Regions from separate parts of the Gossypium arboreum genome. Here region 1 is linked to region 2. A link is a contact called in public Hi-C data. All regions are on one chromosome and are shown on one strand. The core of a region is the stretch at or near the end of the contact, and the rest is flanking DNA. Distances in the headings are between cores, read along the strand shown.

Region 1 (2,700 bases), core at 152-2,651, 180 kb before region 2:
CCCAATCACAACAAAAACAAATATAACATTTATACTAACATGAATCGTTATAGTAAATTTTAAAACCCCAATCCACCACTCATCTTCATTTTTATCCACCAATCCACTCTTAAACAACTGCTATTTGTAATTAATCACTCAAAACTCTTCGCCAATCATAATTGATCATTAATTTTTTTAATTATTAAAATAATTCGTTTTACCATACGTATTATCCGCACACATTATTAATAGGGAATTCCTATGATTCAACCCCTACAGCATGAATATTCTTAGTGAATAGGCCTCATCGAATAAATTTTTATCCCTAATATTATTTATTTATTAAATACTTTTAATATTTTATTTTATTTCAGGTTAGAATTTATAATATATATATATATATAAAGAAGGTAAAATTGTCAATCACGTCACTGATTAATTGGCATGAGGTTTCGGAATCTATCCCGATAATTGTAAACCTTTTCCTCCTTTTTCATTGTAATGTGCAATGTGCTTATTCACTTGTAAAAAAAATTAATAATAATAATAATAATAAATCAAAGCGTAGAAAGAAAGTGAAATGATATAAAGAAGCAAGTAGTGAGAAAATAATAGATTGTAGGCCCATGAAATGTCTTTGGACCTTATTGCTAAGGCCTTTCATAATTCATACATTGAGTCTAACTAGACTTGTTGGGCTGGCGGTTGGTGAGAATGGGGCCTCCTACCTACCAACGTAGGTGGGGCCCTATACCTTTTCTTTTTTTAATAATAAACAGCCTTATCCTTTCTTAAACAAAATGCTATATTGCTAAGGTCTGTTTCGATATTCTACTCAATCAAGACTTCAAGGTTGCAAATGAAGTTTCAATTTAATCAGGTTTTAGAATGTAAAAATGTGAGTTATTTTTCGAGTTTAATTTATTAAAATTGTAATTAAAACTACTCTCAAATTAAAACATGAATTTAATTTAAAAAAATTACACATTGGTTTCAAAGTTGAAAGTTATTGTTGAACTAAACTTAATTATCATAAAAATTAAATTTCAATAGTAGTTTATAATCGAATTTTAAAAACTGTTGCATAAATTATTCAAACATCCGTTTACTACAAGTTTAAATCTTTCTTGTATAAAAACCTGTTACATATATTATGTATTTTATTTATTTATTTATTTTCGTTATTCTTTTAACTATTATAGCATTGTGTTTCCTTAAAAAACCATTGTGTTGCATTTTCATATAAAAATTAGTAAATCCAAACAATAAAATTGAATTTATTTATTAAATAAAAAATATAATTAGAAATCCAATTTCTTACAACATTCATACAGTTTTATTTATAAAATGGAATTCCAAACCTACCCCTGAAGTGGAGCCCACCAAAAGTCAGTCCACCAACTCTTACCCACTCCCAAAGAACTCGGTTGGTGTAAACTTATTTTCCCACTTTGCCCAGAAAATAAAATCAAATCAACAAAATCCAAAAATCATTTCCGCACCAAAAAACAAACGCGCATTTACGTTGGGAGAGTTCAGCGAAAATGGCAGGCGAAGCAGCTGCGGCGGCGAATTTCTGGGGTGATATGCCGGAGGAAGACTATTACAGGTCGCAGGGTGTACGCAACACCAAGTCTTACTTCGACACTCCCAACGGAAAGCTCTTCACCCAGAGCTTCTTACCCTTGGATAAAAAAGTGAAGGCCTCCGTCTACATGACCCACGGCTATGGATCCGACACTGGTTGGCTCTTCCAGAAGATCTGCATCAACTTTTCCAATTGGGGTTATGCTGTTTTCGCCGCTGATCTTCTCGGCCATGGCAGATCCGAGGGTCTCCGCTGCTACTTAGGTAATTTATCTCTGTTTTCTTTTCTTTCTTTTTTTTTTAATGTTATTTATAAACTGGATATCCGATGATTATATTTTAATAATATAAAAAAACTTTATAACTTCAAGATAAACTTTTGAGAAAGTTATGGAGTAGATATGTATATATCTATATATATATATTATGTTTGTGGATTGAAAGAGAAGTAATCCTGAGATAAGCAGAGGGTTAAGTAAAGATATAATATGAATGAATTAAAAAAAAAAAAAACACCTGATATAAGTTAAAATTAGGGAGTTCATGTCGCCCTTCTTCTCCAGGGATTTGTTGCTGGGCCAAAATAAAGTTTTAAAAGTTTAGGGGGCCGAAGTTAAAAGATTTGCTTAAATTTAAGATTTTATAGCTAAAAGGGACCAAAGTTGATATTATACCAATCAGTTAAGCCCTCTAGTTAGTCACCTAGCTGCTTCCATCCTTAACCTCCCAGTCTGCAGTACAAACTTGAAGTAGCATGTTATTTTGATGAACTTTTGATTCAACAATTGTTCACCTTCCACTGGGATTTTAAGCTATATCATTGTAATATCAGACTTTTATCATCATATTAAACTATGGGATATTTGAAGAAAAATGATTAAATACTTGGCTATTGAAGTTCATCAACAGAGGTGGTGATTGTTTAATGTAGGTGACATGGAGAAAGTTGCTGCAACATCCTTATCATTCTTCAAGCACGTCCGGAACAGCGATGAATACAAAAACTTACCCGCATTCCTGTTTGGTGAATCCATGGGAGGAGCAGCAACAATGCTCATGTACTTTCAATCCGACCCTGAAACTTGGACCGGTCTAATTTTCTCGGCGCCGCTCTTTGTGATGCCTGAGAAC
Region 2 (2,839 bases), core at 80-2,579:
TTCTCATCGCTTATACCAATTACCAATTGAAAGTTCTTCATTACATTCTTTTTTATAGTTTAGTTTTTTTTTTTTTACTTAAGGGTGCAAAAAGGCCTCAAACTTAAAAAAAAAAAGTAATTAAGTTCTTTTTTTTTTTTGCACTTATTTGGGTACTTGAACCTTCAAAATGATCAAAAAGGCCTTCAAATCTTTTCAAAAAAGGCAATTAAGCCCCTATTTTTCTTTTGCACTCAATTGAATACTTGAACTTTCAAAATGCATCAAAAAAACCCTCAAAATTTTTCAAAAAAAATTAAGCCCTAATTTTATTAAAAATTAGAAAAATTATAAAAAATTATAAAAATCGTACAAAATATAAAAATTGTAAAATTTTATAAAAATATAAAATATATAGAAATATAAATAATTATAAAATTTTATAAACTCGTAAGAAAATTATACAAAATGTAAAAAATATAAATTTCATAAAAAATTATAAAATTATCTTACCAAAAAGTATTTTATAATTTTTCTATAATTTTATTGATTTTAATTTTTTTATCATTTTTGCCACATGTCACACTGTGTTCGACACTTGATGACTTTAATTGAAAAAGCTAGGGTCCTTAACTTTTTATGATTTTTATAAAATTTAACAATTTTTATTTTTATGATTTTATAAAAAAATTCTATTTTAGTAAATTTAAAATTTTTATATTTTTATTAATTTTAATTTTTTCTAAAATTTATTATTTTTATAATTTATTTTCTAATTTTTAATAAAAGTGGTGCTTAATTACTTTTTGAAACAAATTGAGGGTCTTTTGATGCATTCGAGAGTTCAAGTACCTAATTAAGTGAAAAAAACAAGGGCTTAATTGCTTTTTCTGAAGAAGCTTGAGGGTTCAAGTGCTCAATTAAGTGAAAAAAAAAAGAAAAAAAAAGAAGGGCTTAATTGCTTTTTTTGAAAAAGTTTGAGGGATTTTTACTCCCTTAAGCCTTTTTTTTCATAAAGTACCTTTGAACATCACAAATTTGCAAACTAAAACCCAAGTAGCTTTCTTTTTTGATCTCCAACATTGACTGTTAAATTGACTTGGATCTAAGATATATTTTTTTACTCTTTGATGGGCATTGATTCATTGTATCGATCATCGAATCATTGCTTGGAGCTCATTAGCCAGATTTTAGAAAAAAACTTAATAGCTAGTTGATTTAAATACAAATATTCAAATAGTTAAGTGACTTAAATAAAAACTTTTGAATAGTTCAGTGATAATTTTGTAATATTTTGACGTTAAGTGACCAAAATATAAATTTACTAATAGTTTAGTGACTTAGGTGTAGCATATCCATTTCAAAAATTCCCCACAACCGCAAACGACAGCGTTTGGCTTTATCTTCTATCCAGGACGATTTAAACCCTTCAGAAAAACCCCGTCAAAACCAGCAATGCTTTGTAGTTTCAAAAATGGCTTTCTCTGCAAAAACTCCTCGAAGCCTTATCAAATCCGACCTCCCAAGTCCTATCCACAGAAAATTCCGAAAACCCAAATTCCTATATTTCTCGAACCGACGGAAAACCCATCAAATCTCCTCAACGCAACCCCAACAGCAGCTCTCATTCCTTAACACCAATTCCTTGAACAGCAGCGACCCCAACTCCCATCTCCACCTTCTTTGTATCAATGGGAAACTCCAAGAAGCTCTAAACTACCTTGACTCAATGCAAGAATTGCAGATTCCATTAGATGAAGACACGGCTATTGGTATGGTCAGACTCTGTGAGTGGAAGAAAGCTTTTGAAGAAGGTTCTAAAGTTTACTGTTATGTATCGAATTCGAGTAATTGTTTGAGTCTTAGGCTTGGAAATGCTTTTTTGAGTATGTTCGTGAGGTTTGGGAAATTGGGTGATGCTTGGTATGTTTTCGGTAAAATGCTAGAAAGAGATGTTTTTTCTTGGAATGTTTTGATTAGTGGGTACGCAAAAAAAGGTTTTTTCGATGAAGCTTTGTGTTTGTATCATAGGATGTTGTGGGTCGGGTTTAAGCCTGATGTTTATACTTTCCCCTGCGTTTTGAGAACTTGTGGTGCTGTTCCAAATTTGGAAAGAGGTAAAGAAGTTCATGTTCATGTTATTAGGTTCGGGTTTGAGGCAGATGTTGACGTGATTAATTCTTTGATAACTATGTACGTAAAGTGTGGGGATTTACCAAAAGCGAGGTTATTGTTTGATAAAATGGCTAGGAGAGATAGGATATCTTGGAATGCAATCATTTCAGGATATTTTGAGAATGGAGAGTATTTGGAAGGGATAAGGTTGTTTTTTAAGATGCGTGAGCACTGGTTTGATCCAGATTTGATGACTATGACGAGTGTGATCTCTGCATGTGAGAGCCTTGGAGATGAGAGATTAGGCAGAGAAATTCATGGATATGTGATTGTAACAGGGATGTCGGCTGATGTTTCAGTTTGTAATTCTTTGATTCAAATGTACTTTAGTCTAGGATGTTGGGAAACAGCAGAGAAGGTTTTTGATAGGATGGAATGGAGGGATGTAGTTTCTTGGACAGCAATGATCTCGGGTTATGAGAACAACGTACTGCCTGATAAAGCTTTGGATACTTACAGAATGATGGAACTGCATGGTTTCGTGCCTGATGAGATCACTTTAGCCAGTGTTCTTTCAGCTTGTGCTTATTTAGGAAAGCTAGATATGGGGATAAAGCTTCATGAACTTGCTAAAAGGACAGGCTTCATATCTTATATTATTGTTGCTAATACATTAGTCGATATGTATTCCAAGTGTAAATGTATTGATAAGGCTCTAGAAGTGTTCCACAGCATTCCTGACAAG

What was found. Hi-C and Micro-C count contacts between places; a contact is called where the count stands out from the background.
Region 1: a Hi-C map of leaf shows a contact between it and region 2, with 4 times the contacts expected there. The contact joins the promoter of LOC108467348 here to the promoter of LOC108474491 in region 2. A contact is called at or near these places in 2 of 5 Hi-C or Micro-C datasets (both in leaf).

The regions. Positions count from the first base shown.
Region 1 is chr2:21,511,025-21,513,724 of ASM2569848v2, reverse strand. LOC108467348 (caffeoylshikimate esterase) reads left to right here and starts at 1,401. Exons shown (of 2, transcript XM_017767984.2): 1 at 1,401-1,833; 2 at 2,501-2,700. The coding sequence starts at 1,527.
Region 2 is chr2:21,328,468-21,331,306 of ASM2569848v2, reverse strand. LOC108474491 (pentatricopeptide repeat-containing protein At1g15510, chloroplastic) reads left to right here and starts at 1,329. Exons shown (of 1, transcript XM_017776432.2): 1 at 1,329-2,839. The coding sequence starts at 1,454.